4 separate regions of the Mus musculus genome follow, and all the other regions are linked to region 4. Evidence: chromatin contacts called from public Hi-C, Micro-C and promoter capture Hi-C data. All regions are on one chromosome and are shown on one strand. The core of a region is the stretch at or near the end of the contact, and the rest is flanking DNA. Distances in the headings are between cores, read along the strand shown. Region 1 holds the start of Mon1a (MON1 homolog A, secretory traffciking associated). Region 2 holds the start of Wdr6 (WD repeat domain 6). Region 3 holds the start of Mst1r (macrophage stimulating 1 receptor (c-met-related tyrosine kinase)). Region 4 holds the start of Bsn (bassoon).

Region 1 (7,943 bases), core at 4,358-6,857, 300 kb after region 4:
CATCCCCAGAACCAGCGTGAGGTACTGCTGGCTTTGGTGCCACTTGTAATTCCAGTGCTGTGGAGGCAGAGACAGAGGATGCCTGGTGCTAGCTGGCCAGCCAATAGCCTAACTGGTGGGCTCTAGGCTGATGAGAGACCCTATTTCATAGAAGGCAAATAGCTTTCTTGAGAATGATTCTGAGGGCTCCATGTGGATGTGTTCTAGTATGAACACATACGCACAGACAATAACAACACATAAAAGTAAAAACAATGACCTTTGATGAGGAAATACTTTAAACATCTTATATTGCAATATTCTAACTTACTAGCATTATTTTTTCCCATTGAAAATAATACAGCTAGCCAGACAGTGACAGTGGCACACGCCTTTAATCCCATAACTTGGGAGGCAAAGGCAGGGGAGCTCTGAGTTTTAGGCCAGCCTGGGCATGGAGAACCCTGTCTCAAAAAAGAAAAGATAAAGAAAAAAGTTGAGTGGTGGTGGGTGGTGTGGCACACACCTTTGATTCAAGAATTCTGGAGGCACAGTCAGGTGGATCTCAGAGTTCAAGGTCAGCCTGGTCTACAGAGTCAGTTCCAGGACAGCCAGGGCTACACAGAGAAACCAGATCTCAAAAAACAAACAAACAACAACAACAACAACAACAAACCCCAATAATAATGAGGAAGAAGAGGAAGAGGAGCAGGAGATCTAGGAATATGGTTCAGGTGGTAGAGTGCTCGCTTAGTATGCTCGAAGGTTCTACTCAAACTGGTGGTGCATGCCTGCGATGAGAGCAGAGGGATCAGGAGCTCAAGGGCATCTTTAGCTAGAAAAGTGAGTGTGATGTAAGCTTGGTCTGAATGAGATGCTGTCTTTTTAAAAAGCACAAAAACTAGGCATTATGACTTAGGCTTAAAATCTCAAACTTGGTAGGCCAATGCAGGAAGGTGAGCTACAGTGAGACCAAAACAAACAAACAGCAGGGGATGAGGCTGCAGCTCAGTTTGATCTTCAAAATATGACAGTGTGACAGGGCATGCTTAGCACTCCAGAGAGAGGAGCAGCAGCTTGGGATACCTGAGAACCTATCTTTACAAGAGAAAGATAAGATAAACTATAATGTGGCCAGAGGCTGTGGTGCTGGGGCATAGCTATAGCCCCAGCACTTAAGGGTGTCAGCACCAGCCATGGCTTTGACCATCCAGAGCTACAGTGAATGCTACGTGGTCTCAATAAAAACAAAACTGGGGGCTAGGTATGTAATTTAGTTGAAGGAGTGCTGGCCTATAACACATACAGTTCTGGGTTTGAACCCTGCACTATATAATATCATGTATGGGACTGGGGAGATAGCCCAGTTGTTAAATGCTTACCTTGTGAGCATGAGAACCCAGTTGAATCCCAAGAACCCCTGTAAAAAGCTTGGCATGGTGCACCCGTATAATCTCAGTGCTGGAGAAGTGGAGACAGCTAGATCCCTGGAGCTCACTAAGGCCAAAGTAGCCTTACAAAATGAGTTCCAGACCAACGAGAGACCTTATCTTCAAAAACCAAGGTTGGGCAAGGGAGAGGTAGCACACGCCTTTAATCCTAGCATTTAAGAGGCAGAGGCAGGAGGATCCCTGTGAGTTCAAGGCCAGCCTGGTCTATAGAGTTCCAGGGCAGCCAAAGCTACACAGAGAAACCCTGTCTCAAAAACAAAAAAATAAAGCAAAACAAAGAAATCAAAACCAAAACCAATGTTGGGCCAGCCAGCTAGATCACCAGGTAAAGACGCTTGTAGCCAAACTTAACAACTTGAGTTTGATCCCTAGAACTCCCGTGAGTCATTTTCTGACCTTCACATCCACCCCAAATTTAAAAAGAAAAAGTTTAAAAGCAAATAAGCAAGGTGGACAACACCTGAAAAATTATATTTTAAGTTGACCTATGGCCTCAATATGTGCACACGTTCATGTATACATACATACATACACACACACACACACACACACACAGACAGAGCCATGGATAGGCCTGGAGTGATAGCTTTGGTGGCTAAGAATTTTTATTTTATTTTATTTTATTTTATTTCATTTTATTTTTATTTATTTATTTGCTGCTTTGGCAGAGGATCACAGCTCATTTCCCAGGACCCATGTTGGGGGAGGGGGGAGCTCACAACAACCTGTAACTCCAGCTCACAGGGTACCCAATGCTCTTTTTTGGCCTCCTCAGGCACCTAGACACACATATATACACACATTCACATACACAAATAAACAAACAGATGTGGGTGATCTCAACGCTTAGGAGACGGGAGCAAGAAGATCACAAGTTCAATTCCTTCAGCTATGTAATGAGTTTGAAGCCAACCTGGGATATATGAGACTCTGTCTCATAAAACACAACAAATAGGGGCTGGAGAGATGGCTGAGCGGTTTAGATCAGAGTATGTACTCTTAGAGAAGACTGGGTTTTTGATACCTAGCACCCTGGTTAGGCAGCTCACAGATGCCTAGAACTCCAGCTCCAGTGGACCCAGTGCCCTCTTCTGGCCACTGCAGGCACTGCACACACATATGCCACTTCCTCCTCCAACATTCACACATAATCAAAATAAATAAAATTAAAATCTTAAAAATAAGTAAATAATAGTGGGAGGGAGACAATAAGAGGTTCCTGATATTTTGACCAACTTTCCCAGAATAACTCATCAAAGTTGTAAATGTCTATATCCAATAGTTGACTATTACTTTTTTATTTTGTTTTGTTTTGAGACATGGTTTCTCTGTGTAGCTCTGGCTGTCATGGCACTCACTATGTAGACCAAGTTATCTTTAAACTCAAGAGAGTCACTTGTCTCTGCCTCCTGAGTGCTGGGATCAAAGGGGAATGCCTCCACCACCACCCAGCACACCGGGTTCAATAGTTGACCATTTCTTATCTCTTCCCTGATTACCTGGTGGGTCTAAGCCGCTATTATCCCCCTAGCAAATAATTGTCACAACCTCCTAACCAGTAGTAATGTGTCCCAGCAGGTCGGCCTTTGTAATCGAGGTGAGCCTCTGAAAGGTAGGTCGGGTCAGGCCCTTCCTCTGCTCACTACTACTACCTCACTTAGCAAGAAAGTCACTTCCCCCAACGGCACACCAGGCCCCTCAGTTGATCCCTTCTCCTTCATTTCTCGGAGCTTATTTTCTACCCTTTCTTCCTGCCCCCTTTCTACATCAGCCCAGCGTAGCCGGAACTCTTCACTTGACCTTTGCCCTCAGTCTACCTACACCCTAAGTCTCTTCCTAGGCTAGCACAGTGACTCACTCCCTCACTTCATGCTGCTGTCGGAATACCTTATCAGCAGTATATCTGCTCACCAGGGCTTTTCTTTCCCTAGATTGAAGGTCACTCTGTGGCCTGCTACATTAGACATGTGCAGGAGGAATTAAATCGGCATTTAACACATCTTTGGAGGATAAAGAAAAGAAAAGGTGTGTGAAGAACACCCAGTTCAAGTGTACCTGGGGTCAGGCAAGAAAACTCTTGCCTGTGGAGACAGCTTGTCCTTGGAAGTAGTCAGGAAAAGCAGCTCTGCAGTTGGAGGAACTGGTTTTACTGGTCCGTTTTCTTACTTATAAAATGGTACCGAATGGCTGCAAACAGCCAGGAATGATGTATGGGGTGGGAAGATTAAATGAGATAATACATGTGGCCTGGCTATACAGAGTAAGCATACCCTATACTCAGCTGAAGCTATTAGCACATTGTGGTTATTCTTAGCACTCAGACTGCATTTACACACAGGTCCAGTGGTCTCTGTCCTGCCAATCAATCCTTTAGAAGATTTCTCAGTCAGCCAGGGCCTGAGGAATGACCTGATCAAACATACTTCTGACCTCAGGAAGCATGAGCTCTAGTTTGAGGGACCCCTCCTTCTGACCCCCTCTCCCCTGCCCCAGGACATCAGGTCAAAGAGCCACGGGCCTCAGCCTCCCCGGTATCAAGCAAGCTGTTCTTACCTTCTCTGCAGTTGCAGAGCCAGGTTGCCAGTTCTCAGCTGCTTCTAGCTATCTCTCCCAAATTTATCTACCTCCTAGGTCTGCACAATGCCCTCTCTGTGGCTTTGTACTTCTGCCTTCAAACTCCAAACAAGTTCTACACCAGCTATGCCGTCCTGACAACATGCTCCTTCAGGACACTTTTTGTGCTTCTGAGGGTTAAATAAATCCAGTGTTCCTGAGTGTCCCCAGCATAGGACCTGCACAGGGAACGGAGCAGGGCCAGCTGTCTAGAGCTAGCCGGTGCTTTTTTTTTTTTTTTTTTCCACAAAAGTTCTCCTTCTATGTGAGATCATATAGCATTTTTATCCTCTCCAAGGTCAGTCTGGGGTTCCAACCAGAAGGCCTGGTGAAGCGAACCGTTTTCTGGATACCCACACACTCAGGCAAGAAGGCTGAGTGGAGCAGATAAAGCCCACCTCCCACCTCCAATAGACTTTGATTTCTGCAGCAAGTGCTCCTGGAAAAGCTGGTCCTGAGCCGTTATGCAAGGGAGGTGTCTGAGAACAGCTCCAGTGGTCTCTACAGGAACACTTTTTAGGCAGTTCCTCTAAGTGCTCCCAGGGCATGCAACTTTTCCTAGAAGCCTCTAGCAGAGCCTATGAACAAAATCACCAAGAACAAAAACAAACAAACAAACAAAAAGCTGATGCTGTCCCTCCTTCCAATGCGCCTCCCTCCTTCAGATTGCTCCTGAGAGAGGAGGGTCTTGCAAAAGCCCCTCCTTACTAGCTTCAAACAACCTTGATCTTTTTTCCTGTTCTAACAGCGCTTCAAATTTGATCTTGACCCCTTTGGTCCACTTGGGAGGACGACTCAGAAAGTCTGACAGTCAGGGCTCAATTGGGACTGTGATGTGGCTGCTTCAGCAGGATGCCTCCAGGATCTACAATGAGCCTAGTTCCTTGTCACCTCTAGAGGCCACTCCCCTTCCTGACAAAGGCTGCTCACAGTTCCCAAGCAAACTCTACCTAGAAAGGGTTGGCTCACCCTTTCAGACCTGCCTGCCTCGCTCCACCATCCTCCTTTTAAAGAGAACTCTGTGGGCCGAATATGTCCGAATTGGGGGTTGGTGTCTGCTGCCTATGGGACATTGCTCTCCCGGCCAAAGGATGAGTTCTCGCCTCATCTTTCTTAGTGCCTAGCTGGGACCAGCCGGCTAAAGGACCCCAAAGAGCCGCAGTACCCCTATCGGGGCAGTAGATGGCCGGGACACCCCCCCCCCCTAGTTTTCAAGCCCCTCCCTCTAAAGATGACAGCTTGCCCGCCTCTCGCCGCCCCCAGGCCACGTGGGTTAGCAGTCGAACTCACCTGTTTCTTGGGGAAACACAGGACCTACCGAGGGTACCAGTCACTGCCCTCTGCCAGACCCCTGGGGAGATATAAGTGTCCAGCAGTGCCTGGCCTCAGAGTGCAACTTCGCGGGGCTACCGCCCCTGGAGGATACAGACATGGCCACAGCGGAGGAACCGATCTCTCCTGCCGACCCTTAACCGGCCACCGGCGCAGGAAGACAGCTTTCACCGGCCTCTGGTGGCGGAGGCCCGGTTCCAGCCTCTTGGCCAGCCCCAGCCCGCCCCTGTGTGCATTGTGGGAAATGTAGTCCGTAACTCTCCGCAGCCTTAAAGCTGCGGGAGCGGTTCCGGGCTCCCGAGCCTGGCGATGCCAGAGGCGGGGTCTGACCTAGGACCCGGGTTGCCTCACCTGGCACCGCCTTCTTCCGTGTCTTAGAGGCGGGTCCTCTACCCTTCCCCCCAAACACCCACTAGATGTTTACTTTAAGGGACCAGAACGAACGTCAGTATTTCCCCACCGATCATGGAAAGATGATAAGTTTAGGGAGCTGGATAAATGCCACTAGTGAGCACAACCACATAGACTGTACAAGACGCGGACGTGTTGAAAAGACTCAAAAATTGTTGCTTAAAAAGACCTTAAGTCTGGTCACAGTATATTATTTTAAGGCAATAGAAAGCACAATTCTCAACAATTCACATAAACTGACCCGGGGAGCTTTTAAAAAAACATTAATGCCTGGACACTATCCTATAGATTTTTACTTAATGGGATGAATGTGAGGTACGAGGCATCGGAGTTGTTTGAAAAAGCTCCTGGGTGATTTCTAAGGGCAAGGAACCACTGCTTATAATTTCCTAGACACAAAGTAATAAAAACAGGAAAACAAGTTTTCCCAGCAGCCCTTATTTCTGGTGAATAGTTTGAAGAAGCAAAATTAGGGAATGGCTAGTATTACTTATATTTTATCTGAAGCAATTTGCTTACTTTTCAAGCTTCATGGTTAGTCATCCCAATAGTTCTGAGATAAAGGACAAAGTCAAAAACCTCTGACTTTTCCTTGCAGTTTGACAGGCTCCCTAAGGAGGTCGGAGAAGTTGGGGATCTCTCTCTTCTCTCTCTTCTCTTCTCTCTCTCTCTCTCTCTCTCTCTCTCTCTCTCTCTCTCTCTCCCTCCCTCCCTCCCTCTCTCCCATGCGAATTTGAAATCTGGCTCCATAATACTGGCATATGTGTGCTCTCTCTCTCTCTTTCTCTCTCTCTCTCCCTCCCTCCCTCTCTCCCATGCAAATTTGAAATCTGGCTCCATAATACTGGCATATGTGTGACTGACATGATGACAACCTGTGACCTTTTCCTGGAGATAGTTTCCACAGGGTTACCAGACCCTTAAATGCTGGGTAAGGGAAGCGTCCCATGTGAGAGGGAGTTCGTTCCTTTGCAGTGGAGACTGAGAAGGGGAGTGGAACTTCTCCAAGTCTCCATAGGTCTTTCAGGATTTCCTCTCTTTGCTTGCTCTGGCTTCCAGGTTCCTACCTTGAAGCAAATATAATTTATACAAGTTTTCCCTATATACTTCATTTCATATTATTTCACTATACGAGTCTAAAGTAAGAATTTTTGAGCAGGGCGGTGATGGCTCACCCCTTTAATCCCAGCACTTGGGAGGCAGAGGCAGGCAGATTTCTGAGTTCGAGGTCTTCTTTTGTGTGCATATGTATGTTCTGTGTTCATGTATGTGCAAATATGTATGGGAATATGTGCAGGGGTGTGTGTGCACATCTTACGTTGGGTGTTGTTCTAATCAGCTTCAGTTCTCAACTTGACACAGTGTCTGTGGGGAATTGTTTCAGTTGTTAATTGATGCAGGAGTGCCCAGCTCATTGCAATTAGTGTTATTCCCTGGGCAGGTGGTCCTGGGCTACTCAGCTTGAGTGAGCCAGCAAGCAACATGGGTTCCTTCCTGGTTTCTGCTTCAAAAGTTCCTGTGCTGAGTTTCCTTAAGGATCAACTGTGGCCTGTGAGCTGAAATCAGTCCTCTCCTCCCCTCAGTTGCCTTTGGTCAGAATGTTCTAGCACAGCAGCAGAAGGAAACTAAAACTTCCTTGACATTGTCCCACTTTTAGGTCTCATGGAGCCTGGAGTTCACTGGTTGACTAGACTGCCTTGGCCAGCAAGCTCCAGAGATCCACCTGTCTCTGTAGCCCCAACACTGAGGTTAGAGATTCCCACCTCTGTGTTTGGCATCTCCCTAGGTACTGCTCATGCTTGTATAACAAGCACTTAGCCGGGCGTGGTGGTGCATGCCTTTAATCCTAGCACTTGGGAGGCAGAGGCAGGCGGACTTCTGAGTTCGAGGCCAGCCTGGTCTACAGAGTGAGTTCCAGGACAGCCAGGGCTACACAGAGAAACCCTGTCTCGAAAAACCTAAAAAAACAAAAACAAAAACAAAACAAAAAAACAAGCACTTTACCCATGAGCACTCTACAGATTAAGCAGTTCTTTCCCCCAGTCCTCATTCTTGCTCCCAAGAACAAAATCCCCATCAGACATGACAGAGTCTTTATTTACTGGGATAAGCTGGTGAGCATGCATCTCTAAGGTGTGTGCTTAGGCACTATAGAAG
Region 2 (7,408 bases), core at 17-2,516, 390 kb before region 4:
AGGGCCTTGGGCAAGTGTGTACACACCCTTCCAGAGCTGGGACGAGGGCACATCTGCCTGTTTTCCCTCCAGCCAACCTTGGCTGCCTGGTCCTGCAATGGCAGGCAGTCCACAAACAGCCTCACCTTGTTGCCTACAGAGTCTGATTCAGGATGATGTCGATCTCCGGGACACTCGAAGGCACTGTGACAAGGGCAACCTTCGTGTCAAGCCCCAGCAAGGAACTGCAGTCTTTTGGTACAACTACCTTCCTGATGGGCAAGGTGAGGGCTTTACTCATGGCCAGGTCTTGGGCTTCTCTGAGGGAACTCATCTCTCCCTCCTGCTCTCCTGGAGGACTGTTCCTGTCTTCCATAGCCAGGGATTTCAAAGCACAGTAGCACTAGTACAGTATCTTCGGTTATCTCCGCCCACCGTCCTTGCGCACCAGCCTTCCTGCTGTCTGGGGCAGGGAAACTTCTCTCCACAACCCAGGCTGGGAAGAGCTATAGCCAAGCTCAGAAGCAAGGAAGCTTGGTTAATTTTAAGGGCCAGTATGTTGACCATGCCTTAGTGGGTGAGACGCCAAGTCCTTCCATGGGGATTAGATGTGTGCACAGCTCAGGCTGAGCCAATCTAGGGTTTTCCCCTCCCTAACTTGTCCTTTGTTCATGTCACCTTCTTACCCCAGGCTGGGTGGGTGAAGTGGACGACTACTCGTTGCATGGGGGCTGCCTGGTCACCCGCGGCACCAAGTGGATCGCTAACAACTGGATCAATGTGGACCCTAGCCGGGCACGGCAAGCCTTGTTCCAGCAGGAGATGGCTCGTCTGGCTCGGGAAGGTGGCATGGACTCACAACCCGAGTGGGCCTTGGACCGAGCCTACAGTGATGCCCGTGTGGAGCTCTGACGCAAGGCCCTGATGCGAATCACCCGCTGCCCAACGTCAAAGACCCTGCAGGTCCTCTGTCCTACTGCAGACTGAAGTTCTGGCCGACCTCTTGCCCTAGCCCTCCCTGCCTGCAGCCGCGATCAAAGGCGCAGTTCCTACATTCACGTTATTTATTGGTGTACAGCCTCCATGCTGCTCCGTTAAATAAAACTACAGGGCTTCCAGCCAGGGGCCGGCGAGCTAAGCGCCCGCTTGGGGGAGGGGAGGCCCACCGCCCCTCCCGGCTAGTCTCATGTGTGTGTGTGTGGGGGGGTGACTCTGATCCGGCCAATCAGGAGCGGGATCGCGTGGGGGACAGGGTCGTCATTGGACGTCCGCAGCCCAGCGCCAGGGCTTTGCTACCTGTAGCTAAGGGCTTCGGAGCTCTGCAGCGCGGCTCTCCAGACGGCTGGTTCTCGCGAGAACGCAGCTCTCTTCTTGTCCGTGGCAGCCACAGCAGCTCCAGGAACGTCATGGACGCTTTCGGGGACTATGTCTGGCCGCGGGCGACTTCCGAGCTCATACTCCTCCCGGTTACGGGTCTGGAGTGTGTTGGGGACAGGCTGCTGGCGGGTGAGGCTTGGTCGGCTCTAGTCGTGCTAGCGGGCGAAGAACTAGCCTCTCCCTGGGTGGTCGCACCGGACAAAGGGATGCCCTGGGGAGGAGGATGGGCAGCGGGCTGGGGACTGGCGAGGGGTGGGAGTGGGGGGAATAAGGCAGGTTCGGAGGTGGCGGGAAACACAGGCCGGCGGAGGAGGGCGGGGCTCGAGAGACAGTGGCAGCTCTTCATAAATTGCAGCCAGCTTGGAAAGGGTGGACAGAGACGCTTGAAGGTGTGGGGGACGCAGTCGTTCCATGTTGGGGGAGGGACGTTGCACCCTCAGGTGAACGCAAATGATCAAAACCCCTGGAGAGGAAGAAAAAAAAAAAAAGGGCAGCCTCAGGGGGTGTGGCGGGAGTGTGGCTTCTGGAGAGGGTTGAAGCTCCGCCCCCAAAGATGAGGGGGCCAAAAAATTGCTTTCTGAGTAGAGCAGTATCCAGAGAGGCTGGGGCTTAGGTTCCTCTGGAGAACCAACTGGGGGGTCTGAGCCAACTGGGTTAGTAATCACATGTCTCAGTGTCTGGTGGTAAAGGTCTGAGATGGCTCTGAGGTGCCAAGTGTCCTGGAAGCAGTAGGGCCTGATGCGAAGCCATCCTTTGGTGATGGTGGTGTTGGGTTTTACAAGGACCCTTGGCACTGACAATTAGGCCTTGGGTCAGCCATTATTAGCCTCAGCAGGGCTGCGTGTTTGTCTTGTGGTGAGGGTATATTCTAGAGTTGATGTGTGTGTGTGCGTGTGCGTGCGTGTGTGTGCAAGTGCAAACATTGGGTTGCTCCAGTGAGCTAAACTCTCTGGAGGTGGGACCGGCAAACTTCAGGAAATGAAATCCGTAGAATTTTGAAGAAAGAGACATTAAGAGAGGAGTAAGGTAATGAGGAATCCTGACGAGTCCGAGGAGGAGGAGATCGTGGGAAACAAACGGCTGCAAGATGACCAAAAGGGAGCTGAGAGTCCCATTCTAGAAAACGTCTGTGGGTTCTATACACATGTATGGGGGTGTAAGAGATTCCCCGGGAAGTATGTGGATTTGTATAGAGGGAGGCCCTGGACAAGCCCCTCTTGAGCACAAGTTAGGAATGTTCCTAACTCAGAAGACGCTAGCTTTGATTCTGCTGTGTTAAATGCTGTCCAGGTTCTTAATACCTGCACCTCATCTCTCCTCCCAAGCCTTGTTGCTTTTAAGTCTCAGTCGCATACAAAGGACGATCTCACAGCTGTCCAGGGGTGGGGCCAGAATGCAAGCCTCACCCCTGCCTGCCAAAGTGTGGGCAGCTTCAGCACGCATGCACACACACAAACACACACACACACACACACACACACACACACACAAAACCACATACCTACCCACCCCATCGCCTCTGTTGAGCCTCAGGGATTAGACTGATGAAGGATGCTGATGGCTAAAGGGTGCAAAGGTCGACACAGCCTTTTCCCTAAGGGAGGGAGAATCTGGAAAATGCATGCAGAGGCAGGTGGAGCTGAGAGTTTGGGCTAGAGCAGAGCAAGGGCTTTCCATCTGAAGTGTAAGGATGGTGTGCACCAGAGGAAATCCTAGTGACTGTCATTAAGGGTGATGGATAGCCAGGCATGACAGCATACTGCCACAGTCCCAGCAGATTCGAGGTTGAGGCAAGAGGATCTTGAATTCAAGGCCAACCTGGGCTCTCTGAGAGAACCTTACCACAAAAACGAGTGACTGACAGGAGTGTGCCTTTGCAGTTGAGGTCCGGCTGAAGTGGAGGCACGGGTTTGGTAGGATGCTGTGTCCTGGTATATTCTGAGTCTGTATGCTAAGGAGTGGCCTGCTCCACTCATGCGTCCTAGGATCAGGTGCGTGCGTGCGTGTGTGGTGCTGATGTGGCTCTTTACCTCTGTCTAGGCGAGGGGCCTGATTTACTGGTGTACAACTTGGACCTTGGTGGGCATCTCCGAATGGTGAAGAGAGTCCAGAACCTGCTTGGTCACTTTCTCATCCATGGGTTCCGAGTGCGACCAGAGCCTAAAGGAGACCTGGACTCTGAGGCCATGATAGCTGTGTTTGGGAGCAAGGGCCTCAAAGTTGTGAAAGTCAGCTGGGGTCAAAGCCATCTTCGGGAGCTCTGGCGCTCTGGCCTGTGGAACATGTCCGACTGGATCTGGGATGTCCGCTGGATCGAGGGTAACGTAGCCGTGGCCTTGGGCCACAACTCGGTGGTACTGTATGACCCAGTGATAGGGTGCATGCTGCAGGACGTCCCCTGCACAGACAGGTGTACCCTGTCCTCAGCCTGCCTGGTTGGTGACACCTGGAAGGAACTGACCATCGTGGCTGGCGCGGTTTCCAATGAGCTCCTGATCTGGTACCCAGCCACTGCTTTAACAGACAACAAACCCGTGGCCCCTGACCGGCGGGTTAGTGGCCATGTGGGTGTCATCTTTAGCATGTCATACCTGGAAAGCAAGGGCCTGCTGGCAACTGCTTCAGAAGACCGAAGTGTTCGTCTCTGGAAGGTGGGGGACCTCCGGGTGCCTGGGGGTCGGGTTCAGAATATTGGCCACTGCTTTGGGCACAGTGCCCGAGTGTGGCAGGTGAAGCTCTTAGAGAACTATCTCATCAGTGCAGGAGAAGACTGTGTCTGCTTGGTGTGGAGCCACGAAGGCGAGATCCTTCAAGCCTTTCGGGGCCACCGGGGCCGAGGTATCCGGGCCATAGCCACTCACGAGAGGCAGGCCTGGGTGGTCACTGGGGGAGACGACTCAGGCATTCGACTCTGGCACCTGGCAGGCCGAGGGTACCCAGGCTTGGGCGTCTCATCCCTGTCCTTCAAATCTCCTAGCCGGCCAGGTGCCCTCAAGGCTGTGACTCTGGCTGGTTCCTGGCGAGTCCTGGCAGTGACTGATGTGGGGTCCCTGTACCTCTACGACCTTGAGGTCAAGTCCTGGGAGCAGCTGCTGGAGGACAATCGCTTTCGGTCTTACTGCCTGCTAGAGGCAGCTCCTGGGCCCGAGGGCTTTGGACTCTGTGCCTTGGCCAACGGGGAGGGTCTTGTTAAGGTGGTTCCCATCAACACCCCCACCGCTGCCGTCGAGCAGAAACTGTTCCAGGGGAAGGTGCACAGCCTGAGCTGGGCCCTTCGTGGTTACGAGGAGCTGCTTTTGTTAGCATCGGGCCCTGGTGGGGTGATAGCTTGTTTGGAGATCTCAGCTGCACCCACTGGCAAGGCTATCTTTGTCAAGGAACGTTGCCGGTACCTCCTTCCCCCAAGCAAGCAACGATGGCACACATGTAGTGCTTTCCTGCCCCCGGGTGACTTCCTCGTCTGTGGGGACCGCCGTGGCTCTGTGATGCTATTCCCTGTCAGACCATGTCTATTCAAAAAGCCTGGGGCCGGAAGCAAGGCTATTACTGCAGCTGAGGCACCTGGAGCTGGTAGTGGGAGCGGTGGGTCTGAGAGTGTCCCAACAGGAATAGGCCCCGTCTCTACACTCCATTCTCTGCATGGGAAACAGGGTGTGACCTCAGTTACCTGCCATGGTGGCTACCTATACAGCACAGGGCGGGATAGCTCCTACTTCCAGCTCTTTGTACATGGCGGCCACCTCCAGCCGGTCCTAAGGCAGAAAGCCTGTCGAGGCATGAACTGGGTAGCTGGGCTTCGGATGGTGCCTGATGGAAGTATGGTCATCTTGGGTTTCCATGCCAACGAGTTTGTAGTGTGGAGCCCCCGGTCCCATGAGAAGCTGCATATCGTCAACTGTGGGGGAGGGCACCGCTCCTGGGCCTTTTCTGATACTGAGGCAGCCATGGCCTTTACCTACCTGAAGGATGGTGAGGTCATGCTCTATCGGGCTCTAGGTGGCTGCATCCGGCCCAATGTGATTCTCCGGGAGGGTCTGCATGGCCGTGAAATCACATGTGTAAAGCGTGTGGGCACAGTGACCCTGGGCCCTGAATTTGAGGTACCCAACTTGGAGCATCCTGACTCCCTGGAGCCTGGCAGTGAGGGGCCTGGTCTGATTGACATAGTGATAACAGGCAGTGAGGACACTACTGTCTGTGTCCTAGCACTTCCCACCACCACAGGCTCAGCCCACGCCCTCACTTCTGTCTGTAACCATATCTCCTCTGTGCGAGCCCTGGCAGTGTGGGCTGTTGGCACCCCAGGTGGCCCACAGGATACTCGACCAGGGCTCACTGCTCAGGTAGTGTCTGCAGGGGGCCGAGCGGAGATTCACTGCTTCAGCGTCATGGTCACTCCGGACGCTAGCACCCCCAGCCGCCTTGCCTGTCATGTCATGCACCTTTCATCCCACCGGCTGGATGAGTACTGGGACCGGCAGCGGAACAAGCACAAGATGATCAAGGTGGACCCTGAGACCAGGTAAGGCGGCCTCCCTGTCATGGGCGGGGCGTGAGAGGGTTATAGGAAAGTCCTGACTCCTGACTGCAGGCCCCACCTGACCGGTGTGTACCCCCTACAGGTACATGTCTCTTGCTATTTGTGAGCTTGACAACGATAGGCCTGGCCTCGGCCCTGGCCCCCTTGTGGCTGCAGCCTGTAGTGATGGAGCAGTGAGGTGAGCTCATAGGGCAGAGGAGGGGGAGGGGAGGGGGAGGGTGTGAGCTCTCCAGGACGGTTCCCAGACCACCACCCCTCCTCCTCGCCCCCAGGCTCTTTCTCCTGCAGGACTCTGGGCGAATTCTGCATCTCCTAGCTGAGTCTTTCCACCACAAGCGGTGTGTCCTCAAAGTCCACTCCTTCACACATGAGGCACCTAACCAGCGTCGGTGAGAGGCAGCCCTCTGTGGGTTGGGTAAGGGCTCCTGTTTTTCCATCCCTTTTACTGATCTGGCTGTCCTCTCCTGGCTTCCAGGAGGCTGATCCTGTGCAGTGCAGCTACAGATGGCAGCCTAGCCTTCTGGGATCTCACCACGGCAATGGACAAAGGCTCTACTACCCTGGAGCTTCCAGCACACCCTGGGCTTCCCTACCGTGAGTACCGTGACACCCCTCATTACCTCTCTCACAAGATAAAAGCGGGAGCTAACAGCCACTCTCTTCCTCCAGAGATGGGCACCCCCTCCATGACCGTGCAAGCCCATAGCTGTGGCGTCAATAGCCTGCACACTTTGCCTACACCTGAGGGCCACCACCTTGTGGCCAGTGGCAGTGAGGATGGGTCCCTGCATGTCTTCACACTTGCTGTGAAGATGCCAGAGCCGGAAGAAGCTGATGGGGAGGCTGAGCTGGTGCCCCAGTTATGTGTCCTAGAGGAATATTCCGTCCCCTGCGCACATGCTGCCCATGTGACAGGCGTCAAGATCCTAAGTCCCAAGCTCATGGTCTCAGCCTCCATAGACCAGCGGCTGACCTTCTGGCGTCTGGGACAGGGTGAGCCCACCTTCATGAATAGCACTGTGTACCATGTGCCAGATGTGGCCGACATGGACTGCTGGCCTGTGAGCCCTGAGTTTGGCCACCGCTGTGCTCTGGCAGGTCAGGGACTTGAGGTTTACAACTGGTATGACTGAGTTATCCCAGTGGGTGGAGAACTGAGCACAGGGCCTGACTGCAGACAGTAGAGCAGGGATCAGCTGTCTGTGTCACGCTCAGTGTGCTCTGGGGAGGCGAGGCAGTACCATAGTTCTCGCAAGTATTCCAGTAGGGTGTTGCATAGGAGGACCAAGAACACGCCTCACTCTCACAATAGGATGAAACTGTATTTATTCTGACTTTAAGTGCCCAACATCTGTGAGGTCTTGTTTCTTTCCCAGTTGATGCTTTTATAAACATTCCCAGTTATTGGGCCCTTAGATGTGGCTCAGCGGAGGGAGGCCCAGCATAGCCAAGCCTGTGTGGAACACCTCACGCACTGCCCTCAAAAGCTGTAGGCGAGCAAACATCTGACCA
Region 3 (7,828 bases), core at 3,681-6,180, 280 kb after region 4:
AGTTGAGTGACCTGGCTATCTCCACCTGTGACAGGTCAGCTATGAGAAAAAAGTAGCAGGGGCAGGGGACAGGAATGCGGGACCAGATGGCTGTGGGGTAAAGGATATACCTGTAGGACACGCCCATCCACAGTGCCCATGTGGGCCACTGTAACATTGCCAAGACGTGTCACATGCAGTGCGGTGACCTTCACTGATCCTAACAGTCCATTGAAGAGGTCCACACGGGTGAAGCTAGCGTGGACCATCAAAGGGAAGTAGTGGCAACGGGAGCTGGGGCCGGAGGCCTCTCCACCAGGCTGGGGCAAAGGCAAAGGCAAGGAGGAGAGTCGGGGTCAGGCCTGGGCATTGACTCTTGGGGGCTTTTGTTAGTCTATCAGCAATCCCAAACTGTGACCCCCACCGTGCTTGACTAGAGGAGGCCTAGAGCCTACCCCTCGTATGCTACCACCATGCCAGGAGGCTCCTGGAGACAGCAAGGGCAGGGAAGAAAGGAGGCCCAGTCTAGAAAGCCAGATCCCTACTTCATGCCTTGCCTTGCTCTGTCCAGTCTGGTGACCCGTTATTTAATCTCCTAGACCCAACCCACCCACACATCCATTCATTTATCCAAGGCCTCACGAACCCTTCAGGATCCAGGGTACTCTCCCAGCTCCTGCTGCCTCTGTGCGTACATCTTAGCCAATGTCCCTCTTGAATTTCAGTTTCCCTACTTGTGTAGAGGACTGAATCCTGAGGTTAGGTGGCTTCCCAAAGTTGGCAACATGGTTCCTTTCCCTGGGACTCCATAAGTCCTACAATTACCTACACCTCCCTCAGGTACAAAAATTAAAAAAAAAAAAAAATACAAGGCCCTCTAACCTTGAGCGGGCCGGCGGGCTAAGCCTCAGATGTTTGCAGGACACAAACCTCTCCCTGGCTTTTAGGCAGGAGTGTTGGGGGCTGTAAGTTCTTAGGACAGAACCATGAATGGTCCTAGGACAGCAGGAAGCCAATGTGGAGCTGGGTTAGAGGAGCAAGAAGGGTCAGGAGAGGCCTAGGTTTTCAGAACCTCCTTCAGGTTGCACAGATTTAACCCATTCCTGGGCCTCAGTGATAAGCAGAAGCTGGGATGGGGAGGGTCAAGAGGAAGCAGTGTTGGGTCTAGACACCCCACCCAATCTGGGTCTATATCCTGCTTGGGTGTGGACTGGAACCTTGTCCTAACTTGAGAAGGAAAGGAGCCTGGCCCTAGCCGGAAGCTTGCCAACTGTTTTCTCCGTGACTCAGGCACAGGTGGGGCTGTGTCGTTAAGGAGGTAGTGGCTCAGGTAAGCACACGCTGCTGCTTGCTTGCCCCGACACCCTGGAGTCTTCAATCTGGGTCCTAGGATTGACAAAGGTGCCTATCCCTGAAAACACTCGCCTTCAGTGTCCCCTTCCTAATACATGCTCCACACGCAATCTGAATCCACGTATCCAGGCACTAGTCTTTAGGATCAACCATTGAGTACACACAGAGGCTGGTACTAACACGGTGTCATACTTGAACTCATTGGATAAACACTGATTTACATATCTTCGGAGACCTGGCACACCCCCATGCCTAGAGCGGATAGGCAGGGCCTAAGATTAGTTCTCCCGGTGCCTGGCACGATGCAGTCCTGATCTACTCGGCACTAGTTAAGACGGGAGAGGTTCTGACTTCCTGTCTAGGTTCAGACCAAACATTCTTGCTCATAGGACTTCTCAACCTAAATATACTCAATATACTCAGCTGAGGGACCCAGGCTAAAGATGACCCCCCCACACACACACACACCAAGGCTGGGGGTGTTCCCCAGCAGGAGAACATTTATATGTTCAAGGCCATGAGTTTAATCTCTCAAAATGAAAACCAAAAAAAAAAAAAAAAAATAAGCACCAGGCCTGGTGGTGCATGCCTGTAATACCAGCATTTGAGAGATGGAAGCAGGGAAATATTGAATTCAAGGCCAACCTGAACTACACAATGTTCTCAAGGCTAGCTTTGGCTATATAGCAAATCCTGTCTCAAAAACCAACAAACAACAACAACAACAAAAGGCTGACAATATAACCTGTGGTAGAGGCTTAGTGTGTGTGAGCTCCTGGGTTTGGTCATCAGGTTCTAAAGAAAAATGACTTTTGACTGCAACACAGGCTGTAAATTTCACACCTCCACTAACAGAAGCTAGAAACAAGCGAGTCAAGACCACGGCCCAAGAACACCCCCCACCCCCTGAGGGTGAAGCACGACGATTACAAGTTTAAGAATGGATTGGGCTTAGAGAATGAGTCCAAGGCCAGACTGGGCAACTTTAGTGAGACTGTTTCAAAATTAAAATTATCAAGGGAGAGGAGAGGGGCTGGGGATATGCCTCGGTGGTGGTAGAGCATTTGACTAGCAGGTGGGAGGCCCCAGATTCAACCCCCAGTTCCTAGTATGGCCATAGGGGTGTTGGGAGTAGGAGGCAAACAAAAAATTGTCATAGCAGAGCAAGGGCACTGGGTGGCCAGAGCCTCCAAGAATGTGACTGTGAGCCGGATTGATGGCTCATCCAATGCTCCATTCAATGTCTCCCACTAACCTCTCAAAAGTCCTAGCCCCTCAGTAGCGTTTTAAAGACATTCTTTTTCCTGTTCCTTCTTTTCTTCCCTGATGTGCTATAATACCAGCTGTGAGACCTCCTACCTGGGGCAGGGCCTTGGCTACAGGGACAAAACGTCCAGGGTGGACCAATCGAAACCGTCCCCTCCCACGCCTTTATTCATCCTTCCTCAATTGCTTATCGTTGCTTGCACAAGACTGGGGTGAGGCTTCCCAGAACTTTCTAGAGCGGAGCTAAAACTGCCTTTCCACTATGTCCCAGATTTTTCCCATAACGACAGTGTGGAGAATGGGTTGGTAAATCACAGATCATACAGGCTCTCCAAAAAAACTCCCAGACTTCCAGGGTTCCCTGGAACCTCACGGAGTGGGGGGTGGGGCGGGGAGGAGTTCTCTGGCAGCCCTGCCAACCACCCCTCTTTGAAAAGCAGAGCAAAACAGTGCCTTCAAAGGAAAGTAGAACTGGTCGGCAAGCCGCTGCGGACCGTTGTGAGGCTCTGCCCTCTGAGTGTTTGCCTCTGTCTGTATTTTTCTCGGTGTCCCTGAGGGTCTAGGAACTGGACAGGTTGGAGGGGAATTTGGAAGTTGTGCTGGCAGGGTTAACTATGACGTAAGCCCCTCCTCACACAACCCTGGAAGCTATCTTAAAGAATCAGATGGCAGGAAGGATGACAGCCTCGTGCTGGGTGACCTTCCGGGACATGGCTGATGATTTGTGTGTCTTAGCCCACTGCCTTTTCCCACCCAGGCCCTTTCAGAGATAGCAAGGAAATAGCCCGTATTCAGCTCCACAGGGTACTCACAGGTCAGGGGCCCGCTCTTTCTGCTCACCGGATTAGGACAAAAACTGGGCGTCTGGAAGAAGTCAAGGCCTCTCGACAACAGGGAAGAAGAATTTGAAGAGTGACAGCAATATTCGACACCCTCTTCAATCAGGATGTTCAGGTGGTAAATGGGGAAGGCACATACAACAGAGTTGGGACCCATGCCAGAGCCACCATCCTTGACGGTCACAAAGACCCCAAAAAGCACTTCCTGGCCCTCTGAAATGCTCAGTTCCACAGCCAGTTTGGCATCCACTGGAGCAGAGTGGGCTGCCTGAAGCACTGGGTAGGGCTGTGTGCCCTCCGGGGCTCCACGGCGCCGGCGTTTAGGTGCAAAATGACAGTCCAAGACCAGCTCCCGGTAGTCACCAATCTCTGGCTCTACAGCATTGAGCCGGACCAGACGTGTATGCAAGGCACTGGGAGGGCTTGTGACACTGATGGGCTGGACAGTCAGAAAGTAGACAAAATCCCCCGAGTGGAAGCTGTACACATATTTGATGAGGTAGGAGGCCAAATATTTGGGCAGCACCGACAGCGACGGAAAACCTGGTTGGAATCCAGAAGTATCAGACTTTAGACGACGGATGGACACCGAGCGGGGGCTAAAGCTAGCGGCCAACTCTGGGTCTAGCGAAGATGCCACATAGAAGTAGGAAGCATGCCCCTGCTCCACCACAGTCACACGAGTGCCCAGGGGGCTAGCCACACAGTCCGTGCAGGCCTCAGGCTTGTTATTGTTTGCTGAGAATAGGCAGGCTGGAGCTGCTAAGTGCAGGGCTTTCCCCCGAGGCTCCAGCTCATGCAGGAAGCAGCGGCCCTGTAGGGTTGAGCCACAGCTGACCAGGGCTGGCAAACCTGGCTCCATCACTAGCACCAGTGTGTCTGTGTCCTTTGGTGGTCCATGAGGGCCTGGACCACAGCTCGCACAAGTCTGGCAGCCAGGGTTCCCGATAGGGCCAGTGGTCAGGTTCTCTATGAACTGCAGGTCAGGCCCAAGCACGTGCAGGTGATTGCGTGTGGCCACAAACACCGCACTATTTGTACTGTCCTCGTAGGCTGCGGTGGCCTGTACCCGGCCCCCCGCGGAGAAGCTGGGGACCACGTACTTGACACTGAAGTCTCGGGAGGCTGCGTAGGGTATTCGTGGGCACTGCCAGTTCAGGTTGGTGGACGCCGCCGACAGCCGCAAAAGAAGCATTAGCAGAAGAGAGGATTGAAGCAGCGGCAGAGGCAGCCCCATTGAGCTGGGGCCCCTTGGGAATCCCAGAAGGTCCAGGACTTGATCGAACCAGACTCAGGGTCCGAGCTGAGACCAGCTTTACGCAGCGGTACTGAAAGCTCCTGGGCAGCTGCCCCCCTGCCCTGGTCCCTGGCAAACCCAACCTTTCTCTCTGGCTTGTGGTCTGAGCACCTGGCTGTGGACCCACGGACACGGCAATGGCACGATCACCTCACCAGGGGCCCCAGCTGCTGCTTCTAGCTGCCGCTGCTACAGCTACTTGGATCAAAGTCGAAGGGAGGTGGGCCCCAGTGGGTGCGGCAGGGCTGGGGGCGGGGCTACGGGCGGAGCCCTGTCGAAGGCCCTGCTTTCTTTCCAGCTCTGTCTGACTCTTTCCAGCTGTGAGAAGGCTGTTGTTGTGACCTGGGAAGGAGTATTCCTGAACCATCCTATATCCCCACAACCCATCTGGTTGAGGTTAGAACGCTGCAGGACAATCTGGCTCCTCTCTCCTCATGGCCCTCTTTCATAGGAACACTGTCAGGCACTAGTTCACCATGTGGGGAACGGAGACGGAGACCAGGAATGCACTGGACAGAGTAATGCGGGGGTGGGGGCGCTGCAGAAAGGGATACATGGAACAGACCTTGTGTGGTCAGAGATCATCTTTCCATGTGCCTATTCAGAGAAGTGTCAGAGAAAGGTATGTTGTGCCCTGTCCTGTGTGCCAAGACCCATAAAGATTAATGGAGTCTGACCCGCCCTGGGTGGTAATACTTAGAGGAGGTAACTTCTGTGAAGACCTAGCCCTCTGGCTCGGATCCTGTCACTGTGGCCTCAGCATGAGAAGGCATATATGGGACAGAAGGGAAGAGTGACGGTAGAAAATGCCTCTCCTCCGGTGCCCTGGTACAGGAGAGGTGTGGTCTTTGAATTCCGGGGCACCTCTGATCCGCTCCTTGCTTTGTGGACCCAGTGTCTCTGAAACACGAATGTAGCTGTAGTTGGTTGGAATCCAGAGTCCTCTTTCCAGGATGGGTGAAGCCCATTCTGCTTTGCCACCTCTCTTTCCCGGGACTCAGCCGCTGTCTCTTGGTAAGACGCTTTCTCAATACCTCAGGGTAATGGAGCAGGAAGAGGTATTCTTAGCCAGGCAGCTGCCTTAGCTCCGTGAACCTGGGCTCTTGAGGGCTCCTCACAGGGTGGTCATAGGCAGTTTTGAGTCCCTAGGCAGCAGAGAATAAGAGAGCTGGGGAGGGAGGAACCCACCCTGGGGAATTCTACCTTTTCTACTCCACGCCCAGGACAAACTTCACTGCCTGCTTCTCCTTTCTAACATGGCCTTAGCTAGTGCTCCATCCCTTCATCCTTTCATAGTCGAGATGGTATTATCCTAGGATGCCTTTTTTGTTTTGTTTTGTTTTGTTACATAGAAACAGGGTTTCTCTGGGCAAAATAGGTTTTTCCTGGCTGTCTTGGAGTTCACTCTGTAGACCAGACTGCCCTCAAACTCAGAGATCCACCTGCTTCAGCCTTTCAGCCTTCCAAGTACTAGGACTAAGTATTGGGCATGTGTGCTACCATGCTGCTGTTGCTGCTGCTTCTCCTTCTCTTTCTCCTTCAGATTTATTTATTTATTTCATGTATGTGAGTACACTGTTGCTGTCATCAGACACACCAGAAGAGGGCATCAGATCCCCATTACAGAGGGTTGTCAGCCACCATGTGGTTGCTGGGAATTGAACTCAGGACCTATGGAAGATCAGTCAGTGTTCTTAACCACTGAGCCATCTCTCCAGCCCCAGCTTTTTTTTTTAATAGCATTAATTAAAATCATCAAAAAATATGGAACCCTTCACAGATCTGCGAGTCACCCTTGCACAAGGGACATGCTAATCTCTGTACTGTATAAAAAAGAAGGCCTTTTATATCCAGCCTGCGGAAGATGTATCTCATGGGCCACCAAGAGCTTGGGCTTAGTACACACTCCCAACACAGTTTGTGTTCTTCTTCCATCCCCAGGGTAGGACTCCCCAGCTCAGAAATGAATAAATAACACAAAGCAAAACATGGCACCCCTCCAGTATTCCACGGTCAACATGTCTAAAGATAGTCATGCAGAGAAAACTGAAATACTCTCCACACAGCGTCCAGACAGGGGCTCTTGTGAATGTTGTCTTGCCTCCAGAAATTGTGAGACATTTCTGGACACTGGGGGCAGACTTCACACATTTGGATGGCTTTGCCCAAATGGAGTGGAATCGGCCATTAGTTGGTTCTCTGCTGCCACCATATGGCCATGATGGTGACTGCACCCCCTGGACAAAGCTCTACTGGGGGTAGTTAGTTTTCTCAACTGTGGTGCCCACAGGAGAATCCCTTTGTTATTTTTCATCTGTGCGTTCTGCAGGACCTTCAAGGTAGGCATGAGGCCCTGCACTACCATAAGGTAAGCTCAATGGGTTTGGCCTATTGCTAGCTTAGGGCTTAAACTACTCTGGCATCTTCTCACCACTAAGGGATGCTAGCCACTTTGCCTTCCATGGGCTCAGACCTCTCTGAACACCTCAAAAGGTTAAGACGAGTTTTTTTTTCCAGCCCAGAAATCACATTAGTGGGTTTCTCTCTAACTACAGTATGGCCACATCAGATTGAAGTCCTAAGTGACTTGCCTGCTGTAATTTTATCCAGAGATTGAAAATCCCTGGACTTGTGGACAGGTTCTCTTTCCAAATGTGGATGCCTCTGTTAGGAATACCTCCTTTACTTGCCTGTCATCTCATCTCTGAGCTCCCAATAGGTAAACCCTGCACTTCTAGATGCCTACTGTCCTAGGTACACATGCTTATCTCTGACCCTCTTTCCTTATTCCTGATCAGAATCAGTACTGAACTACAGAAGCTGAGCTGTGCTAGAGTGGCTACCAGAGCACTTAGGGGCTAACTGCTGATCTGAACATACAAGGATGTCTGACTTTGCATGCCCCGGGTTCCAAAGGGTTGATCTGAAATCCCTGGTCAAGAGCAAGTTGAAGAAAAGCATCCAATAGCTAGGAAAGAGACCCAGGGCAGTGTGCAGTGTGTACTTCTGAGGATCTTAAGAGCCCGGGAAGGAGGCTTGCTGCCATGTTAATTCTCACACAATCTAGGCTGAAGCCAGAAACAGCGATTCTGCT
Region 4 (7,651 bases), core at 5,087-7,586:
AGCCATTCTTTCTTTTTGTATGCATGTTTTTTTCTTTTTCCATTTTTTTTTAAAGATTTATTTATTTATTATATGTAAGTACACTGTAGCTGTCTTCAGACGCACCAGAAGAGGGCATCAGATCTCTGTTACAGGTGGTTGTGAGCCACCATGTGGTTGCTGGGATTTGAACTCCGGACCTTTGGAAGAGCAATCGGGTGCTCTTACCCTTGAGCCATCTCACCAGCCCTCTTTTTCCATTTTAAATTATTTTTTTATATATATTTCTTACATGTATGAGGGCTTGAATATGTCTAGACATCACATTCATGCAATGCCAGAGGATGCCAGAAGAGGGCGTCAGATCCCCTAGGCTTGGAGTTAATCCTTTTTAATTTTATTTATCTTTTTATTTATTATTAGATATTTTCTTTATATACATTTCAAATGCTATCCCGAAAGTTCCCTATACCTCCCTCCGCCCTGCTCCCCTACCCACCCACTCCCACTTCTTGGCCCTGCTCCCCTACTCACCCACTCCCACTTCTTGGCCCTGGTGTTCCCCTCTACTGGGGCATATAAAGTTTGCAATACCAAGAGGCCTCTCTTCCCAGTGATGGCTGATTAGGCCATCTTCTGCTACATATGCAGCTAGAGACATGAGCTCTGGGGGTACTGGTTAGTTCATATTGTTGTTCCACCTATAGGGTTGCAGACCCCTTCAGCTCCTTGGGTGCTTTCTCTAGCTTCTCCATTGGGGGGCCCTGTGTTCCATCCTATAGATGACTGTGAGCATCCACTTCTGTATTTGCCAGGCACTGGCATAGCCTCATACGAGACAGCTATAACAGGGTCCCTTCAGCAAAATCTTTCTGGCATTGTGCAATAGTGTCTGGGTTTGGTTTGATTATAGGATGGATCCCCAGGTGGGGTGGTCTCTGGATAGTCCATCCTTTCGTCTTAGCTCCAAATTTTGTCTCTGTTACTCCTTTCATGGGTATTTTGTTCCCTATTCTAAAGAGGAATGAAGTATCCACCCATTGGTCTTCCCTCTTCTTGATTTTCTTGTGTTTTGCAAATTGTATCTTAGGTGTTCTATATTTCTGGGCTAAAATCCCCTTATCAGTGAGTGCATATCTAATGACTTCTTTTGTGATTGGGTTACCTCACTAAGGATGATATCCTCCAGGTACATCCATTTGTCCAAGAATTTCATAAATCTATGGTTTTTAATTGCTGAGTAGTACTCCATTGTGTAAACGTACCACATTTTCTGTATCCATTCTTCTGTTGAGGGACATCTGGGTTCTTTCCAGCTTCTGGCTATTATAAATGAGGCTGCTATGAACATAGTGGAGCAGGTGTTCTTATTACCAGTTGGAACTTCTTCTGGGTATATGCCCAGGAGAGGTATTGCTGGATCTTTTGGTAGTATTATGTACAATTTTCTGAGGAACCTCCAGACTGACTTCCAGAGTGGTTGTACAAGCTTGCAATCCCACCAGCAGTGGAGGAGTGTTCCTCTTTCTCCACATCCTCAGATGCTGGCAGATGCATGTGTGCATGTGTGCATGTGGAAGGGGGGGGCACTGACCACACACTGATTCCTGTGCGCACGTGGAAGGCTGAGGTTGACATTAGGTGTTGTTCTCAATTGTTCTCTACCTTGTTTTTGTTTTTGTTTTGAGACAAGATCTCTCACTGTACCTGGAATCGCTTGGCTATTTGGCCATAGAACCCCATGAAGTCTTATTTATGGGACTACCGGTACACCACATGCCCAGGTTTTTACACGCTGGAGATCCACGCTCAGATTCTCATGCCTGTGTGACCATGCCACCTTCTCAGCCCTGTCTCCTTTTCTTGCCTGCAAAGTGTCTTCTTTACCCTGGTATACTTTTTCTTTTCTTTTTTAATGTGCTGGGTGACCACAGGCCTGTGCACCTGATCATATGTGCCTGATGCCTGCAGGGGCCAGAAGACAGTGTCAGATCTCCTGGAAATGAAATTATGGGTAAATTTGAACTATCATGTGGGTGCTGGAAATTAAACTTGGATCACTCCGGAACAGTGGATCTCAATCTTTTTCATGCTGAGTCCCCTTAATACCGTTCCTCATGCTGTGGTGACCCCTAACCATAAAATCATGTCACTGCTACTTCATAAGTGTAATTTTGCTACCGTTATGAATCTCAATGTAAATATTTTTGGAGATGACGGTTTCCCAGCGGGGTGCCGACCCACAGGTTGAGAAATGCTGCTCTGGAAGAACAGCCGGTGCTCGTACTGCTGAACCATCTCTTCAGCAAAGTTGTTGTATCGCTCAGGCAGGCTTTCAATTTTTCCTTCCCCTGTCTTAACCTCCACCCGTAAGATCCAGGACCACGGGCATGAACCATAACTCCTGCCTTTCCTCAACTCCTTAGCAAATGTCTCAGTGTACAGGCCAAAGAAGCAAACCCATGCATGTCCACCCACCCATTCCCTTTGGGTGTGATAAGAAGATACAGTCAGCTAGGGAGCTTTGGGGCCCTGGAAAACTCCTGTAGAGTCTTTGAGTCCACGCTGTCCCTGGAGGGACTGCAGCTCAACCTCCAGGGAAAAGCTACCAGATGCACCACACAGTTGTTTTACAGTCAAAGTGAAGTGTCTTGAGTGGAGACGGTTCACTGGCCGCCACTCCGTGAAGAGACACTGAATGGAGCCTGTCTTTTCCCTGGTCCTCATCAGATCAGCAGCCTAACAATGATAATTTTGGAGTGAAGGTCAACCAGCTCTACCAGCCCTCTTTGTCGTGGTAGAACTCCTAGCAAGTGCAGGTAGGAAAATGCTGAGAGCATTCCGGAGAACCAAGAGCAGGGGTCAGTCCCTAAGAGCAAGCCAGTGAGATACGATTGTTCCATCTGTTCCATCGAGAAGTCTAGCCGAATCAAGAGCCCTCGGCCACCAGGGGTTAGTACTGCCCCATGGTCAGTAGCTGCCCTTGGGATGAAGGACGGGGGTGGAAGTGGACAGGAAAGATGTGTTCCAGGAAATGGCCCTCAGAGGGAAGGGAATTGTTTGACTTTGAGAGAGGAAGGGCATTACTAACCTATACTTCCAGGTCCTCCTGGGTCCACTGTGCATGCCCTTTTTCACCATGGTAGCAAAGACCCTAGAGGTCTATTTGCAGCCAAGAATCTACCCTGAGGAGAACAGCTCCCCAATCTTACTGGCTGGATAGGGCTAATTACTCCCCCAGGAACTAGGGACATGTTGACTTGAATCTGTGGAAAGCCACAACTTCTGTGATTTCTACAGAAACAAACCAAACAAACAAATAAACAAACAAAAGCTGTGTTTTCCGCCTTCTAGCTGGTCCAACCCACGTGTTGTAGAAGACCATCCTCTGAGCACAATAGCGATGACCATCTTCAACAGAAACAGGTGTGACTGTTCACCAGAGCCCCTCAAGATCGTGCCTGTTGACATTCCTTCACGGTAGCAAGGGCCAGGACCCTCACCTGAGATCCCAGGCAATCCCTTTTGCACCCCCTCGTCTGCTGTTTGCAATTCTGTTCTAATTGTGTGTGGCTTGTGGTCTTGGGAGGTGTGTAAATGTATAGAGGATGGAAGGTTATCTGTAGATGGGGACAAGGGAGACTCCATCTATGCGTTTGTGGGAAAGTTGTCATTCATGTTGGGTGTGACACTTTCCAGTGAGATGGGTGCTTTGGAGTCATGCATGCTCTGTAGGTGAGTCCAATAACCTCATTGGTTTGCCAGCTTGGATCTTGGTGGAATTACTTTGTCTGGTTTTAGTGCCCTATCAGGAATGCATTTTATCTCCCCAGGTAGAGGTCCCAAGATGTCCCACTAGCTGGTGTTTGTGAAGCTAAAACAGTCTAGTATGGGACAGTCTGACCAGCCATGTTGCCTATGTGTCACAAATCCCCAAGAGAGCAAATGGCAGCATTATCTGTGTGTGCTGGACTCTCATTCTTGTGTGTCACCCCCCACCAGTGACTTCACCCTCAGAGCCTCCTTATTACAAGCCCTGTTACTATCCTAACTTTGCACATGAGGAACTAGGGGCTTGGTGATTCCAAGGTCCCACTGGGAGTAGCCGATCTGAGATACTGACTCACATGGTGCCTGTTCATAAATAGTCACCAGAAACGAAACAAAAACTCTCTTCAGCACAGCAAGGGCACCACAGGGAAGGCTCTCCTCCCTCAGTTCCAGACAGGCTCAGGAGTTTAACCAGAAGCATAGCAGACATGTAAGAAAACAACAGGAAGTTGGGAGACTCTGAATTCCTTCTCATTTTTACCTGCCCCATTACAGAGTTTGGGGAAAAGCAGCTTTGGATGTTTGGTGGAAGAGCTGAAGTCCATTTCCTGTACAGACAGCTCTGGTCTGTCCATGTTCACCTGGACCATCCCAAGTCAGGTTGGAACTCTTTTGTTTTTGTTGTTCAAGGCAGGGTTTCTCTGTGTAGCCTTGGCTGCCATGGAACCCACTCCGTAGACCAGGCTGGCCTTGAACTCAGAGATCTACCTGCCTCTGCCTCCCAAGTAATGGGATTAAAGACAAAAGCCACCACTACCACAACATGAGAGGTTAGAACTTCTGATATTTAATACATTCTTCAGTATTAAGAGAATGATATAGATTTCTGAAATGCAGTCAAGTTACTTAAGCCCTCCTACATAGCCATGATTTAGAGCCACAGATGGTTTAGAATATAGTCTGGGTTTTACAGTCATTCTTTCTCAGGAGAACATCTGAGGCCCTTATAAGGAGACAGGGGCTTTGCTGCCTGTCCCTACCAGGCCAGCCTCCCACTTAGGCTACTCAAAGGAAGGTCCTTTCTAACAGTTCCCTTGGACAGAAAGTGACACTGGCCCCACGTAGTACCAGACACTACTATGTTGCTTTGGTTGTCTTGCCTTTCTTTCCTCCCTTCAAATGAGGACGAGAAAGTTTACTAAGGTCTCAGGCTAATGAGGGAAATTTACAACCCTCTGGACAGTCCCCGAGGGCCACAGCAGAAGGCCACCAATAACTTCTCTTCTCTGGCCCCAATTTCACCTGACTCTGTACACCCTCTCTCCCTTGGGTGCTTCCCGAGACTCTGGGTCTATGGGACTCAGCCTCAGTATGAATCCCAGACGATGCTCACTACTATTTGGTTTTCCCCACAGCAATATCCAGCCCCTGACGGTCTGGCCCCAACATCTCAATCACTTTACACCTCTGAACAGACTCCCATTCATCTGCATCCTGCAAGTCTCTCACAGAGCCTGTTCTATGCTTTACCTACCAGGACAGCCTCCTGCTATATCTCACAATAGCTTGCCCCAGAACATGCTATATAGATAAGCCTGAAGTCTCACAGAGATCTGCCTGCCTCTGCTCCCACGCGCTCGGAAGAAAGGTGTGTACCACGATGTATGGTCCTTATGGATAGAAAGTGCCAGATTTCAGGCCGTGGACAGCGCTATGCCACCTTGTGGCATTTTCCCCTGCCTTTTCTTTTTGTCTATTTCTCTTTTTCCTTTCCCTCTCTCCCTCTTTCTTCTCTCTCCCTTTTTAAAAATCATGTCATTTGTTTGTTTGTTTGTTTGTTTGTTTAAGGCAGCATTTCTCAGTGTAGTTTGGTTCTCCTGGAACTTTCTCTCAGAGCGGGATGGCCTCGAACTCAGAGATCCTCCTGCTTCTGCCTCTCAAATCCTGGGATTAAAGGCGTGTGCCATTAAGTCCGGCTGCAATAAAAGTTCTTAACTGCTAATTCATCTCTCTAGACTATACTTTAACGGAAGACATTTTTATTTGTGTATGTGTATAGCTGACGGAATGGGAGGATGTGGAGAGCAGAAGACAACGTGGAAGTCGGTTCTTTCCTTTCACCATGTGGGCTCCTAACTCACAGCATCAAACTTGGAGCAAGCATCTTTACCTATTGGTCCCTTTTGCTGGCCCGGTTTTTTTTCTTTTAAAATGGTTTGGTGTAGGCTGGCCTCGAACTCACTACGTAACTAAGGATGACCTTGATTTTCCTGCCTCAATCTCCTATTGACTGGCATTACAGACGTAGGCCACCACTCAAGGCTCTTAGTCGCTTCTAAGGTCTAGTGAACCTCCAAAGTGGTCCAGCAGATTGCAGCCAGCCACCCGAGGCCGCCGGCCTTCATTCAACACCCGCCGGCCGCGTTGGCTGCGGAGGGCGCATGCGCGGGTTCCGGAGGCCTTTTCCCGGCGACCCCGAGGCTGGTGCGTGGACACGAGTCTTCGCGGGCTGGCGTGAGCGCGCGCGGGGAGGGGGGGGGGCGTGTGCAGGGCAGGAGCGCGCGCGACGCGCATGCGCAGCAGCAGGCGGCTGTGCGAGCCGAGCTGGGAGATGGCGGCAGCTGCGGTGGAGCGGAGAGTGTGAGCGCCGCCCGGGAGCCGCCGGCCCGGGCGCAGTGCGACCCCGACCCCGCCCGCCCGCCTGCCCACCATGGGCAACGAGGCCAGCCTGGAGGGCGGCGCGGGCGAAGGGCCGCTGCCGCCCGGAGGCTCTGGTCTGGGTCCGGGCCCCGGAGCAGGGAAGCCGCCTTCAGCACTAGCTGGCGGCGGACAGCTCCCCGTGGCTGGCGCTGCGCGAGCGGCGGGACCCCCGACCCCTGGTCTCGGTCCGGTCCCCGGCCCTGGCCCCGGCCCCGGCCCGGGCAGGTAAGAGCGCGCGTCTGGGCTCCTGGGGGGCAGGGAGCTGTGGTCCGAATCTGGGGCCGGGGCCTGGAATCCCACGATCTAGTGGACAGCAGGTTCGGGTCTGCCTGCACTGCGAATCCTGCCAGATTGGCGTGAGCTGGGTGGTCAAGGTGGGCAACCCTAGGTTCTCCAGCCGCCCCGCCTTGACAGGACAGGATGGTGAGTACAGGGTTAGTCAGGGCCTGCAGACCGTGACTTCGTCACAATCCCCCAATTCTCTTCCCCATAGCGCAGGGGCCCAACAGCTCAGGAGGGGCTTATGTAACCTTAGTCTGGTCCCTCTGCACAGGGGAGCAATGGGATGGAAGACATCCTCCCTGTCTGCCAGCGTCTGCATATGTCCATTGTGTTGGGTCGAGAAAGAGCACAATGGGAGTGGCTGTCAGGGAAGATAAGTGTCACTGCTAGGAATAGGGAAAGATGGGAATAGTTGAGCCATGAACTTGGTCCTTTGCTTTCCTCAAGCATTTCGTGCCTGTCACTGTCTCTGAGGAAAGGAAAATTGCCCACCGGATACTATCAGGCCCTATAATACTCGCGGTCATGTGCTTTCGTCAAGGGTTTGTGAACACTTTCAGGTGAGGCAGAAAACGCTATTGAATTACCTCCCACCAGATATGAACTCATGGCTTAATGATTTAGCTCAACACCTCCGGCCAGTGGGAAAGCCAAAATCCACATAGACTGGTTTAAACCAAATAGATCTGGCCAAATATTTTTGAGCCCAGCTTGTTTCAGGGTTTGCCAAACCCAGATTCTGCAAAAACAAGTGGCATGGAAGGCGGAGGATGTGAATGTTGGCCTGTGTCAGCCGACTCAAGACTACCAAGAGATGACAGGGTAAAACGGAAGGCGTTATTTTTACACCAGTTGGGCCTGGGGAGTATCGTCCCCCTTGGGGGGAGGTGTTTCTATCTCCATTCAAAGCTGCCAATAT

The links. A called contact is a pair of places that touch in the nucleus more often than the background predicts. Capture Hi-C pulls out chosen DNA fragments and counts their contacts.
Region 1: a contact with region 4 is called in a promoter capture Hi-C map of liver, with 2.2 times the contacts expected there. The contact joins the promoter of Mon1a here to the promoter of Bsn in region 4. A contact is called at or near these places in 4 of 39 promoter capture datasets (cranial neural crest, hematopoietic stem and progenitor cells, liver and 1 more), 9 of 484 Hi-C or Micro-C datasets (B cells, embryonic stem cells, peritoneal macrophages and 2 more), 2 of 115 datasets of contacts at active chromatin or transcription factors (bone marrow-derived macrophages and embryonic stem cells) and 1 of 9 other capture datasets (liver).
Region 2: a Hi-C map of embryonic stem cells shows a contact between it and region 4, with 2.7 times the contacts expected there. The contact joins the promoter of Wdr6 here to the promoter of Bsn in region 4. A contact is called at or near these places in 2 of 484 Hi-C or Micro-C datasets (B cells and embryonic stem cells) and 3 of 115 datasets of contacts at active chromatin or transcription factors (effector CD8 T cells, memory CD8 T cells and pancreatic cancer cells).
Region 3: a contact with region 4 is called in a Micro-C map of embryonic stem cells, with 2.4 times the contacts expected there. The contact joins the promoter of Mst1r here to the promoter of Bsn in region 4. A contact is called at or near these places in 10 of 39 promoter capture datasets (cranial neural crest, embryonic stem cells, fetal liver and 6 more), 4 of 15 datasets of contacts at CTCF or cohesin (the NIH/3T3 cell line, embryonic stem cells and large pre-B cells), 49 of 484 Hi-C or Micro-C datasets (B cells, the Ba/F3 cell line, the C2C12 cell line and 23 more), 8 of 115 datasets of contacts at active chromatin or transcription factors (embryonic limb bud, embryonic stem cells, large pre-B cells and 1 more) and 3 of 9 other capture datasets (adipose tissue, embryonic stem cells and liver).

Annotation. Positions count from the first base shown.
Region 1 is chr9:107,885,793-107,893,735 of GRCm38.p6, reverse strand. Mon1a (MON1 homolog A, secretory traffciking associated) reads right to left here and starts at 5,607. Exons shown (of 6, transcript NM_028369.3): 1 at 5,334-5,607.
Region 2 is chr9:108,572,571-108,579,978 of GRCm38.p6, reverse strand. Wdr6 (WD repeat domain 6) reads left to right here and starts at 1,266. Exons shown (of 6, transcript NM_031392.3): 1 at 1,266-1,485; 2 at 3,397-5,878; 3 at 5,979-6,074; 4 at 6,169-6,285; 5 at 6,372-6,490; 6 at 6,566-7,408. The coding sequence starts at 1,386. The coding sequence ends at 7,029. It overlaps P4htm (prolyl 4-hydroxylase, transmembrane (endoplasmic reticulum)), which reads left to right. Exons shown (of 9, transcript NM_028944.4): 8 at 140-263; 9 at 671-1,117. The coding sequence ends at 891. Dalrd3 (DALR anticodon binding domain containing 3) reads right to left here. Exons shown (of 12, transcript NM_026378.3): 12 at 7,208-7,408. The coding sequence ends at 7,309.
Region 3 is chr9:107,903,991-107,911,818 of GRCm38.p6, reverse strand. Mst1r (macrophage stimulating 1 receptor (c-met-related tyrosine kinase)) reads right to left here and starts at 4,930. Exons shown (of 19, transcript NM_009074.2): 1 at 3,439-4,930; 2 at 111-299; 3 at 1-25. The coding sequence starts at 4,674. It also overlaps the pseudogene Gm23856.
Region 4 is chr9:108,189,068-108,196,718 of GRCm38.p6, reverse strand. It overlaps Bsn (bassoon), which reads left to right and starts at 6,336. Exons shown (of 12, transcript NM_007567.2): 1 at 6,336-6,675. The coding sequence starts at 6,461.